Regions from separate parts of the Macaca mulatta genome. Here region 2 is linked to region 1. The links are chromatin contacts, called in public Hi-C maps. All regions are on one chromosome and are shown on one strand. Each heading gives the region's core, a stretch centred on a gene start, on an enhancer-like site or on the middle of the called end of the contact. The rest is flanking DNA. Distances are from core to core; before and after follow the strand shown. Region 1 has its middle 12 kb from the start of PSMD12. Region 2 overlaps PITPNC1 (phosphatidylinositol transfer protein cytoplasmic 1).

The links. Hi-C and Micro-C count contacts between places; a contact is called where the count stands out from the background.
Region 2: a contact with region 1 is called in a Hi-C map of blood, with 2.2 times the contacts expected there. The contact joins two enhancer-like sites. A contact is called at or near these places in 8 of 14 Hi-C or Micro-C datasets (CD4 T cells, blood, cortical neurons and 4 more).

The regions. Positions count from the first base shown.
Region 1 is chr16:77,124,826-77,131,428 of T2T-MMU8v2.0, reverse strand. No RefSeq gene overlaps it. Among named protein-coding and RNA genes, the nearest start is that of PSMD12, 12 kb to the right of the region's middle. Within about 2 kb of position 4,403, at least 37 of the 40 cell types and tissues checked have an H3K27ac peak or open chromatin away from gene starts, as enhancers often do. A contact at or near this core is called in blood, where this site is marked.
Region 2 is chr16:77,235,350-77,242,483 of T2T-MMU8v2.0, reverse strand. The region is part of intron 1 of PITPNC1 (phosphatidylinositol transfer protein cytoplasmic 1); the gene reads right to left. Among named protein-coding and RNA genes, the nearest start is that of PITPNC1, 80 kb to the right of the region's middle. Within about 2 kb of position 4,898, at least 22 of the 40 cell types and tissues checked have an H3K27ac peak or open chromatin away from gene starts, as enhancers often do. A contact at or near this core is called in blood, where this site is marked.

The DNA.
Region 1 (6,603 bases), core at 3,154-5,653:
CTGGAGCACATTACCTAACCTTTCTGAATCTCAATGTATTCATCTGCAAAATATGGATAATAACACACCAGTGCCACTAATGCTCCACCGCCCACCACCACCAGAGGGTTAAATGAGGGAGAAGGGATAAGGCCAGGCACAAGAAGCAGGCAAAGTATGGGTTCTCTCACTGACTCTTCGAAGCATAAGCATTTGCTTCATTTTCAAAAGTATGGACACTGCTACCAATGAACTCTGGTGATTAAACAGAAACAAGTTCTAGAAGATCCATGTAGGTTGAATCAGTCCAGAGCCAACCAAGAGTGGAAGCAAAAGTTAGGCTCCCAGGCCGGGCACAGTGGCTTATGCCTGTAATCCCAGCACTTTTTTTTTTTTTTTTTTTTTTTGAGACGGAGTCTTGCTCTGTCTCCCAGGCTAGAGTGCAGTGGCGTGATCTCAGCTCATTGCAAGCTCCGACTCCCGGGTTCATGCCATTCTCCCACCTCAGCCTCCCAAGTAGCTGGGACTACAGGAACCTGCCACCATGCCTGCTTAATTTTTTTGTATTTTTAGTATTTTTTTGTATTTTTAGTTTCACCATGTTAGCCAGGATGGTCTCGATCTCCTGACCTCGTGATCTGCCCACCTCGGCCTCCCAAAGTGCTGGGATTATAGGCGTGAGTCACTGTGCCCGGCAATTCCAGCACTTTAAGAGGCCGAGGCAGGAGGATCACTGAAGCCCAGGAGTTCAAGACCAGCCTGGGCAACATAGCAAGTCCCTGTCTCTACAAAAGTAAAAAAATTGGCAGCACACACCTGTTGTCCCAGCTACTCAGGAGGCTGAGGTGGGAGGATCACTTGAGCCCAGGAGATGGAGGCAGAAGTGAACCAGGATCACACCACTGCACTCCAGCCTGGGTGACAGAGCAAGACCCTGTCTCGAAAGGAAAAAAAAAGTTAGGCTTCCAAAGTTTACCTAAACATCTTCTTTGAAGAAACTCAAGTTGCTTCCTCATTTTCAATGTTAAGGTCAGTGTAAAAGGGGATGGTGGAGACTGTGGAATTTACTATCAGTTCTGACTTTAGGGGTTTAACATCTGGCAAACTAGGCCTCATGTCTTCATTCATCATCAGATTTAGCTAATCTGAATCCTTTTAATTGGAAACATCTATTAATCTAAATTGCCCTCCTGCTTCTCTGACAAAGCAGAAAATGACTTCAGAATATGAACCTTACAGAAACTGAATCATACTTTAGCCAAAATGAATTATACATTAAAGAATTTATAATTATATTACAGGTGGAGTCTGATGAGTCTGATTTTGTTGGCCAATTAAGAAAGGAAGGGCTGGCCGGGCGCAGTGGCTCATGCCTGTAATCCCAGCACCTTGGGAGGCTGAGGCAGGCGGATCACCTGAGGTCAGGCATTCAAGACCAGCCTGGCAAACATGGCGAAACCTCATCTCTACTAAAACTACAAAAATTAGCCAGGCGTGGTGGCAGGCACCTATAATCCCAGCTACTCAGGAGGCTGAGGCAGAAGAATTGCTTGAATCTGGGTGGTGGAGGTTGCAGTGAGCTGAGATCTCGACATTGCACCCCACCCTGGGCAACATAGCAAGGTTCCATCTCAAAAAAACAAAAAAGAAAAGAAAAAAGGAAGGAAGGAAGGACGGACGGATGGACGGAAGGAAGGGCCTCCACCTATATCATTCAAATGTAATTACCCCATGTTATACCTGTGGATATTTCGGTACAAAAACAAAAGTGGGAAAAGCATCTGCCTGAGTGTTTCAGAAAGCCTGAAAAGGGAACTAACTAGGATAAAGAGATTTTGTAGGTAGTAGAGAAGCTTCTAGAACTGGTTCTTTTCTTGATTATCACCTGCAATTTTCTGTGTATTCCATGCAGTCCCAACATTGCTCCTAGAATCCAAACTCATATCAAAAAACAAGGTCATTAGGAGATAGAGTAGAGGGATCCACGCCTCCCAGGTGAATTACTCTAGCTCAACTGCCCAGAAGGTGGGACGATATCCACCTTTTCTGGAAAGACCTATTAACCAGTCCCATTCATTTGCCTTTCGCTTTCTCCACAAAGCTATGTCCTGCTTTTCCACTTACAAGGTCATATGCAACTCGAATCTCTGTCTACCCATCTGGCATCCACCCTTCCAGACCCTACTTAAATGCTACCTCCTCAAATGCCAAAGAACTCCAAAACTCGGTTGATCATTCTGGTGGAAGCTGATCTCTCCCTCCTTGGCAGCCTGTGTACCCCTGATGCGTTTTGTAAACTTGCAGCTACTTTGATTTTGTCTTGGATTGTACTTGGGTCTTGCCTTAACCCTTGGTCCAGATGGCAAATACGGACAGCCCCTGTGAGCACAGCCACGTTCTCAGTTAAGGATCTTTTTCTCTCCCAAAGCGCATCGCCCCTCTCACCAAGTGGTGGCTCAATAACATATCTGATAGTTTCAAGGCACCAGATTTAAATATAAAGACGGTGTGGGTGGCTGATTTCATGTGTGTTGCCACACCAAACCATACTAGTGAGTTTCACGTTGCCGTGCTTGGCTTTGGGCTCCCTCGCTGTCCCTGGACAGAGACGCTCAGCAGTCGTGAAATCACCACAAAGGTGGGCAGGAAGAAGGGGAAGAAAGGGAAGCCAGGGCTGGAATAATCCAGTCTGAGTCACCACTTCCTGAATGCTGGGGCTCGTGGCTTCGCAGGTTCGGGAAAAGGGCAGCAAAGCCGCGCTTGGAGGACGAGCCCCCGCCCCGCGCCCGGCGCCCCCAGCCGGCAGCCGCTGCCCCGGCACCACGTGCTGGAGCGCCCTCCTGTGGCCGCGTCGCAGCCTCAGCCGCTCCCGGCTCGCGGGCCGACCACGCTCCCCGCGGCGGAAGAAATAAGAGACGCAGAAAGTTTCCGAGCCAGGCGGTTTGCGAAAGGACAGAGCCGGGTCCCGAGCCTCGAAGGGCGGACGTGCCGGGAGCGGCGCCCAAGACCGCGGCGACGGCGACAAGTCGGGCCCCGCAGGGACCTCCCCCAAGGGCTCCGAGGTGCCCCCCGCGGGGCTCTGGGCGTGCAGATCCCGAGGGCGCAAGGCTCCTCCTTGCACCCCGACCTGACCGCAGAGGGCGGGGAGGGGAAGATGGGCCCACGGCCAGGACGGGGTGCCCCCCAAACCCCAGCTACAGCGCGCGCCGGGGGCTCTTGGGTTTGCTTTATTCATTTTCTTATTTGGAAGGAGGGGGCGCACCCACTCCCTTTGGCTCATTGTGATCCCCAACAGTCTGGATTCTGGGCGCCCCCAAAGAGCCCACCCGGAGTCCGCCGCCCCACCCAACGCCGCCCTCCCCCGCTGGGGTGACAAGTGGAAGCCGCAAATCCCCTTCCTCCTCTCCTCCAGCCTTCGGGCTTGCGGGGTAACGTCCACCTGGGTTTCCTGCCGCTAGCCCGGGGCTCGCCGGCCAGGAGGCGGCGGCGGTCCCGGAGCGGGCGAGGCCGGGCCGGGCGCGGCGCTTACCTCGTCTACGGTGAGCGGCATGCAGATCCGGTACTCTTTCAGCAGCATGGTCCTGCCGGCCGCGGATCCCCGGGGCGGGAAGCTGGGGGCGCCCTCCAGACCAGCAAGGCTGCCGCCCAGGCGCAGGGCAGGGCGCCCGGAGCCCAGCGCTCGTAGCCGGCGGGCGAAGCAGCCCCCGCGGCAAGCTCAGCTCCTGGCTTCCTCCTCTCCGCCCCAGAGCATGTCAGGGTTTGGGTCCGGGTGTTCGCAGCTCCTCCGCCTCCTCCCTCGCCGAGGCCGGTCCTCCCAGAACGCGGTGTTGCAAAGTCAGGGAGGTAGGGAGGGAGACCCGCTGGTGACGGCTCTGCTCGGCAGCCCAGGGTGGTAGGAGCGGCCGCCAGATCAGGACATGCCCGGCAGCGAGCGAGGGAGGAAAAAAGAGAGATTTCCAAAAATTAAAACGAATGCACAAAAGTCACCCGCTCGATCCGCCTCCGAAAGCAGAAGGGAACCTGGCGAACCCCCTCCTCCGGCGGGTCTGCCCGATGCTAATGTCACCAGGAACACATTGCAGCCGGAGCCGGAGATGCTGACTTTCCAGACAAAGGCTCGATCGGCTCCTCTCCGCGGGCGGTAAACAAGATTTCCTGCTCTTTTTAGGGCCGGTCCCCGCGCCGCTCCGGGGCTCGGCTCGGGGAGAAAAGGGAAGCCGCCGCTCGGCTCTGCCCGGCTGGGGCCCCGGGCGCCTCCAACCTCAGCTCGCGGCTGCTAGGGGCGGGCGGGAGGAAGCTGGCGCCTTCCGCGCGCGTCCCCTCCCCCGAGTCCCTTGGCTCCCCGGGCGCCGTGCGTGCCCGCGAGTTTGCAGCCACCTCGCCGGGGCCGGAGCGTCCGCGCCGATGCAGTGTGCCTGGGCCCGGGAGGTGGGTGCGGGAAGAGCGAGCGCGAGCAAGGCTGACATCAGCAGCGGCCGCGGCGGGGAGGGTAGCCCCATCCGGCCAATGGGGAAATGGCAAAGAATGTGGAGGATTTAAACAAAACAGCATGTCTCTGCCAGACGGCGGGGCTGCTCCGGAGCGGAGCCCGGCCGGCGCTGGGGAGGCTCGGGCAGAGGGGCTTCCCTCGGCTCCTTTGCCCTTTGAATCCGCTCTCCATTGTGCCCTGAGTGCCGCCGAGCTCCATCCAGCCCCTCTGGGCAGTTTCTGATCCCCTGACCCTAGGGACAAGTCACCAATGCCCACCACCTATGTGTGGTCCAGTAAGCAAGTCCAGGGCTGGAGAGGCAATGGGTGGGATTTGGGAACAAACCCTTGCCTGGTTTCAGAGGAGAGATCCTGGAAAACTGGGAAGTGCAGCCGTGTGAATGGAAATGAAGTACAAACAGGGGGAGGGAACAACCAGAGAGCACATGAACCCCACGTAGCCTGTTACCTCGCCTGGCCCGGCTCTGCAATCTTTCTGCAGATTGTGCAGGCTCCGCACAGCAGAAAGAAAGAGTAGGTTTTCGTATTCGCACTCCTAAGTTCAAAAAGTCACAGTGAAATGTCAATGAAAATGCCTGGAGTGTTGCTATTTCATCCATATTAAACAGATCCCTCATTTTAACCACAAGAAGCACATTCTTCAGTTACTCAGGAAGCAGCATGGAACTGCTGAAGTCTGTTTTTCATTTGTCTGGTATTTTTCAGCTTGTTTTTATGAAAACTTGCCGGATGAAAAATGCATCAGTTGCCTGTATGAGAATAACCTGTAAGCGTTATCTTTTCTCCGGAAAATCTTCATGCTCTGAGGTTCTGAGGCTAGAACTTGGATCGGGATGCAGATGCCTCAATATAGAATTTTGAATTGTGACTAATAAGTAATTAACCAATATGACGATGATGGGCTTGTGGCAAAAGTCATCCAGAGGGCTGGAGAGAAGGTATAACTGTGTTAACTGATACAAACCCTCCTAGGAAAATGATACCCTGTATCCAGCTTATATTTTAGTGGAAACTATTTTCCAGATAAATGCTTTCCAGAGTTGGCTCAGAAATATTCACAGCAACTAATTAAAGCTAAACCAAATTCCTCGAGGTGGAAAATCTAAATCTGACACTGCAGTGTTGAATAATAACACATTGGAAGGCTGTGATATGGAAAGAAACTCAAGCTGTTTTTCCTTTTTTTTTTTTTTTTTTTTTGCTTCTTACTTGAAAACAAATGGAAGACCTAATAATCTTCCCAGAGGCAGGAAGGCAAGGGATTGGCTAGCCCCACATACGCATTCACATAGGACATCGGGATGTGTAGGCTAGGTTCCTGGTTTCCTGGACATTTCCTGACACTGATTCTGGAAGGAAGTATTCTACTGACGGGTGACACGGTCGAGAAGCTACTTCTCTGAATTTTCCGAACTGTAAATTGTCACGTACATGCTTCCTCCATCACCCCTCTTGTTGTTGTTGTTGTTGGTTTGTGACAGAGTTTCGCTCTTGTTGCCCAGGCTGGAGTGCAATGGCATGATCTCGGCTTACCGCAACCTCCACCTCCCCGGTTCAAGCAAGTCTCCTGCCTCAGTCTCTGGAGCAGCTGGGATTACAGGCACCCACCACCACCCCTGGCTAATTTTGTATTTTCGGTAGAGATGGGGTTTCACCATGTTGGTCAGGCTGGTCTCAAACTCCTGAGCTCAGGTGACAGCCCCGGCCTCCCAAAGTGCTGGGATTACAGGTGTGAGCCACCACGCCCAGCCCACCCCTCCTGTTGTAAGGTGACTTCTCCATTGGATTCTTGTTTTCATTCAGTGCATCCGCAGACCTGGTCATACTAATCTTGTGCAAGTACAGCCACCTTCAAAACCTTATAGCGATTCCCGGCTGGGCTCGGTGGCTCACTCCTGTAACCCCAGCACTTTGAGAGGCCGAGGCGGGCCGATCGCATGAGCCCAGGAGTTCAAGAACAGCCTGGGAAACATGCTGAAACCCTGTCTCTAAAATTAAAAAACATATAAAAACCTTTTGGGGCTTCTCTATGGCCTACTGAGCAAGTCAAAATGCCTTGGTAGGAGTTTCGAGGCTCTGGATCTACCTTTCCCACATTAGTCCATTACCCTTCCCAGCCCAACTCCAGCCAAACGA
Region 2 (7,134 bases), core at 3,649-6,148, 110 kb before region 1:
GTTTTACTAAGACAAGCAATAACCTTTAGATGACTCAACTCAAAGGGAGCCATGCACGGCCTTAAATGCCTCTTGAAACTAGTTAAAAAGCTGCATATTGGATAATGTAGTTAGAAGACTAAAACTATTTTTCACATAATTTACATGAGGGAATAACTGCCTGCAAGAATTTGTAGTTAAAGTAAAGAATAGGAGGAAATGAAGGTAACAGGGAAAGCGGCATGTCTCCATCACGGAAGCATTTGTTAGAGGAGTCGTATTTTAAAAACTTGTTCTTTTTTTCCCATCTCAAGTTGTGCTCCCCAGCATTTTTTTCCTCTAAGGACAAGTACTATGCTTGGTAGTATTCCAAAAGCACTCTCTATAATTCTAACAACATTTTCTTCTCAGAATTCAATTCCCAGCAATACCAAAAACTCATTTGTATTTTGGAATTTCCAAAATTATAAGCATAAAGAGTCAAAAATAGATAAAAAATGGTCAAATACAGATGAACTTTCCTATATCCAATGACATTTCTACCTTTTAAATGCCAATTAATGGATTAACGCCTTTGGTTTAAAAAACAAAACCTTCTCTATTCATGTCAGCATGACAACATCATAGAGTTAGCTAAATATCCTCTTCCCTTAAGGTGCTTTGTATGTTATGACCATAGCTATATTGGTCAGGATTGGCCAGTTATGCTTGGTAACAAAGAACCTCAACATCTCCACAGCTCATGGAATACTATATAACCACAAAAAGGAATTGAGATCATGTCATTTGCAAGAACATGGATGGAGTTGTAGGCCATTATCCTTAGCAAACTAATGCAGGAACAGAAAACCAAATACTGCATGTTTTTACTTATAAGTGGGAGCTAAATGATGAGAAAATACAGACACAAAGAGGGGAACAACAGACATTGGGGGCCTACTTGATGGTGGAAAGTGGGAGGAAGGAGAGGATCAGAAAAAATATTTGCTGGATACTAGGCCTAGTACTTGGGTGATGAAATAATCTGTACAACAAACCCCTGTGACATGAGTTTACCTGTATAACAAACCTGCACACGTACCCCTGAACCTAAAAGTTTTTTTTAAAAAAGATCTCCATGGCTCAATATTGCCAAAGTTTACTTCTTTTTGTTGTTGTTGCTGTTTTTTCGTTTGTTTCTTTGAGATGAAGTCTCCCTGTGTCATCCAGGCTGAAGCTCAGTGATGCAATCATAGCTCACTGCAGCCTTGACCTCCTGGGCTCAAATGATCCTCCTGCCTCAGCTTCCCCGAGCAGCTGGGACCACGGGCATGCACCACCACGTCTGACTAATTTTTGTATGTTTTGTAGACGGGGTTTTGCCATATTGCCCAGGCTGGTCTTGAACTCCTGGGTTCAAACAATCTGCCCACCTCAGCCTCCCAAATTCCTGGGATTACAGGTGTGAGCCACCGCCCCTGGCCTACGTCTTGCTCCTGCAAGTCAATGGCAGCACCCTGGTCCTTTTGGCACTCCAGGAACTGTACTATCAGAGCAGTCACCATCGCTGAATGTGCTGGCCACCACCAGCAAGCAAAACCACTGGGGATTTAGTTCATTGATAAATCTATAAAAGTTATATCTGAATATCTGTTGCCATTGAAAGAGGTTACAGGGCTGGGCGCAGTGGCTCATGCCTGTAATCCCAGCACTTTGGGAGGCCGAGGCGGGTGGATCACGAGGGCAGGAGTTCAAGACCAGCCTGGCCAAAACAGTGAAACCCTATCTCTACTAAAAATACAAAACTTAGCCGGGCGTGGTGGCAGGTGCCTGGAATCACAGCTACTCAGGAGGCCGAGGCAGAGAATTGCTTGAACCTGGGAGGCGGAGGTTGCAATGAGCCAAGATCACGCCACTGCACTCCAGTCTGGGTAACAGAGCAAGACTACGTCTCAAAAAAAAAAAAAAAAAAAAAAAAAAAAAGAAAAAGGGAAGGAAGGAAGGGAGGGAGTTACACATATTGTTAGCGGAAAAAAGCAATTGATAAGAAATGTGTACCATAAGATCTCATTTTAGTACCATATGTATCATATAATAAGCTCCCACTGGAAGGTCAGCTCTGCAAGGACAGGGGATGGTTTGTCTGTTTTATTCATGCCCTATCCCAGGGGACTGGCACATAACAGGCATTCAATACACACTCGTTGACTGCAGAAATAAAATGTATGGGAAGAAAGGTTTGTATATGCAATGTATATATGCAAATATATTCAACAGTAGTTAACTGTGGGTGTCAGGTTTGTGGTTATTTTCTCAATAACCTGTTGTTGTGGACCTGAATTTTTCTCATTCTGCAAGGAAGACAAATTGCTTTTGTATTGGGAAAAAGACGGCTCATCAGTCACAATGATGGCTAGGTTGCTACCACCCCACCCATCTCAGGTCTGGAGGGAAAACAGTCCTACGAGGTACCATCACCACATTTTCCTACCCTTTCCACTATTTCGAAGGTCAAAGCCACCCTCCCCCATTTCCAGAAAGATCTTGAGGCATCAGGCAAATCCGAAGCAGCACAGTTTCTTTAGACAGCTGGGGACCCTGGGTTTCAATCTAGTCTTATCTGCTGTACCAGCACTATTTCCACTCACTTATCAAAGCAGAATATTTAGAAATGCTGCATATCATTTGGTTGCATCCTAAGTTATGGAGCATAGAGCTTAAAAGCTGGGAATGAGAATTAAAACTGGAGCTCCTAAAAGACTGCAAATTTATTTCTGAGTCTCGAGATGGAGGATACGACAGCTGTGCCATTCATCATTCCAATGATGGGTTAAGAATATTTAAAATTCACAGTCAGTAGCCCAGCCTCTCTGATTCCCAGAAACTGGTGTGCTTTCACGCCTGCCCAGCCCTGTAATGGGCTCTTCTGAGACATGGAATATTCCTGATTGTGATCTAAGGAAGGAACTTGCTCCAAGAAAACCCTGCGTTCAACATTTGGACCTTATAAAATACCCACGTTAAAGAATGGTTACTGAATCCAACATTGGATTCTCCATTTCACATACAGATTCCAAATAGGATGAGGTGTTTAAAAAATTAATTGGAAAACTGGCAATAGCTACTGAAGCTGAACACACAGATAGCCTATGACCCAGGAATTCAGCTCCTGAGAATGTAACTCACAAAACTGCCCCCTTATATTCACCAGAAAGGCACGAAACAGAATTTGTAACAGTCCTGTTTGTAGTAGCCCCAAACTCAAATGCCCCCGATAGGAGAAGAATAAATAAATCCTGGCATATTTACACCATGGAACACTACAACTATGCAGCAGTGAGAATCATCAAACACACAACAGGATAAACACACCTCACAGAGTGTGGAGGGGAAGAAATCTGACACAGAAGACGACGCACATGTTCAAAGGCCATGCAACCTGTCCCTGGTATTAGAAATCAGGGCGGTGGCTGCCCTGGGGTGGCATGAAAACAGGAATGAGGCTTGAAGGGGAGCTTCCAGGGTTTTGGTAACATTCTGCTTCTTCATCTAGGTGTGACGATTTTATTCGTTTTCTTATCAAATCACCACAAACTTGGTGGCTTCACACAACAGAGTTTATTCTCTCACAGTTCTGGAAGCCAGAAAAAAGAAATCAAGGTGTCAGCACGGCCAGGCTCCCTCCAAAGGCACGAGGGGACCATCCATTTGTTGCCTCTTTTGGTTTCTGGTGGCTCAGCTCTTCCTTGCAGCTACAGCGCCCTAATCCCTGCCTTCTGCTTCACATGTTTGCTTCTTGTGTGTCTGTGTCTTCTCCTCTTCTGTCTCTTGTAAGGACACTTGCCATTGGATTTAGGGTCCACTTAGGTAATCCAGAATGATCTCACCTCAAGATCCTTGATTGAATTATGTCTGCAAAGGTCTCCTTCCAAATAAGATCATATTCACAGGCTCTGGGGGATATTTAAGGGACCACCCTTCAACTCACTACAGTGACTCGGGTGTAAGATTGTACCCAGGGATGCATGCATGAACTTTTCTGACTGTATGTCTTATATCCATAAGGATTTTTTTAAAGTAGTTTACAACTTCTCAGAAATATATTTGTTATTCACCATAAGGCATCTTGCATGTAATCTTTTCAAAAAAATAAAAAAAAAGGAAGACCACACGTGATTGCTGGCATTTCATTGGCAAAATGCCAGCAGAGTTTTTGGCTTCTTCCAACACCCCACCTCATTTCTGATCTTACTAAAATGTGCAGAAACCTCACAGCAACTTATACTTTTGGGTTTTTTTGTTGGTTGGTTTCGTCGTCGTTTTGAGGCAGGGTCTCACTCTGTCACCCAGGCTGGAGTGCAGTAGTGTGATCACAGCTCACTGCAGTCTTGAATTCCTGGGCTCAGGCCATCTTCCCACCTCAACCTCCCAAGTAGCTAGGACTACAGTCATGCCATGCCCGGGTAATTTTATCTTTTCGCAGAAACGAAGTCTCACTATGTTGCCGGAGCTGGTCTTAGACGCCTGGCCTCAAGTGATCCTCCTGCCCGGGGTGTATGTTTTCATTATCTGATTTCCCACCACTAACAAAAGCGGTGAGATCCCTTAACAAATTACAAGCCAGAGACCGTCAGCGTGTGTGTGCTCTGTGCCACATCAGCTCAGAAAACCAGGCTATAATTTTAGACAGATGTTCATGAACTTGGGGAGGATTCCTGATGTACAGACTTGGTGCCTCCAACCCTGGACAGCAGGGAAGCAGCAGTGTTCTGCACCCAGATGACCCAGAAAGCATTTCTTAATGAACGGCCCGGCGTGATGACTCATGCTGGCTCCCACATCTGGCAGATCTGGGTTACATCACACACGGTCCTCAGTGTCCTGCGGGTTCCTGGGAACGCGCTGCCCAGAGTCAAGTGCACCAGATGCAGCAGCCGGCTGCGTTCACACGCCTCTCTGCGTCATCCTGATGGCCACACGCTATGGGGCTGGCTCCAGCTCCAGGCTCCAGAGGCTGAGCCGACTGTGAGGAAGTCACCTCCCTCTCACTTTCCCATGGGCTTAAGAAGAAGTCACCATGGAAGTAAACCCTCGTGCCCAGGGCAGGACTGCATTCTTTGTTTCTCTACACTAATAGCCCCTGGCATCAAAATTCCACTGCATTAGCTGTGTTAATCTAGAAAGCAAAACAAAACAAAACAAAACCTAAGCCATTCACATTCCTTGAATAGAATCAGAGGAGGAGAGAAGTAAGTATAAAGTTTGAAAGAATCCCAAGAAGAAATGTTGATATAAACAGCTCTTGGCATCAGGTGGATGGTGTCAGGGAAGTTACTATTTTCGTGGGGACAGAGGCTCTGACGTTCAGCTCCACTGGACCCAGAGTCCTGTGCTATGTTCTCTCATGACTGACAAAGCCCCCAGCTCATGTCTTCCTGGGCACAACACTCCTGCTTTCTTATTCACTACGGATCCTTTGAGATTTTTATTTTGTATCCTTTTATTTACTGATCAGAGCTGCCCTGAAGGCTGCTTCTGGGACACCAGCCATTCCCAGCAGTCCCCTGCCTACGGGGAGGCTCTTCTTCCCCAGGCTCATTATTGTTAGAACAGGATGGGTTCACACCCGGGGGCTCTCTCTCCAAGCCTCCTCACTCCCCATCAGTTCCACCTGTTCATTCAGAGGCGTGGCATGTCAGAGCTAGAAGGGACAATTTTTTTTAATCATTAATTTCATTCTTTTATCTGGTTTGCCAATCTATGTCCTAATTTTAAAACCAAGATTAAGAAAAAAAAAACAAAAAAACAACAACAACAAAACACCAACAACAAACTGAGATCCTGACAAGTTAAATAATTCATCATCCCTGGTTAGATAATAACACACACACACACACAAGAGTATGACCCAGGTCTCCTCATTCTTAGCTCCAAAATTACATAATGCATCCTCATTCCTCATTCTTAGCTCCAAAATTACATAATGCATCCTTGTTAATTAAAACACACACACACACACACACACATACACACACACACACACAGAAAAGCCTGTTTCCAAATCTTTAAACCTTGGGCTGAGATGTACAAATCTGCAGATATGCTCCAAAGAAATAACCTGGCTGGTTGTGGTGGCTCACACCCGCAATCCCAGCACTTTGGGAGGCCGAGGGAGATGGATGACTTGAGGTTCAAGACCAGCCTGGCCAACATGGTGAAACTTCGTCTTTACTAAAAATACAAAAATTAGTGGGGCGTGGTGGCGCATACCTGTAGTACCAGCTACTCGGGAGGCTAAGGTGGGAAGATTGCTAGAACCTGGCAGCAAGAGGTTTCAGCGAGCCAAGATCCTACCACTGCACTCCAGCCCGGGATAGAGCAAGACTCCATTTCAAATAAAAAAAGAAACAACCAAAAAGACAACAGACAGCATGAAAGGGATTGAGAAAAGGTTCGGGTTCAGTAATTCACTTGGGTGCTACGGAACCCTGACTGCATATTAGACTCACCTGGAAGCTTTCAGAAGTCCCCATGCTGAGGCCAGGACTCAAACCAATGAAATCAGAATCTCTAGAGGTGAGGTCTGGACATCAGTAAGCCACAAAGTGAATCCCATGAGCAGCTAACATGAAGCATCATTGATTTACCAGACTTCAGGCTACCATAACTGTATAGTGACCACAATCTTTGTCACCCAAGGAAGAAAAGGAGAAGGAAGGAGTCATTTATAGGCCATGATCTTCAGTTCATTCTGAGATCCTCTCTGTGCTTCTGGGGGTTCCTCAGATGTAGGGTCAAACTGAGAAGGTCTACACTGCTGATCTCACTCTGGAACAGGGTCACCCTTCCCTACCACACCTGTGGGGACAAAGGCCTATGGGCTGTACCTGGAGGCAAAAGGAGATGGTGCAAACAATCCAGCCCCGTACTCCTAGAGTGGCTCTCCCAAGTTCTCAAGATACTTTTCTTTTTTAAAAAAGGAGTCTGTTACCATATGACCCAGCAATTCCAATTCTGGGAATGTACCCCAAAGAACAGAAAGCAGAGGCTCAAACAGGTATTTGTATAACCTTGTCCATGGCAGTACTATTCACAATAGCCAAAAGGTAGAAACAACCCAAGTGTCCATCCACGGAGGGATGGATGAACAAAATGTGGTATATCCATACAATGGAA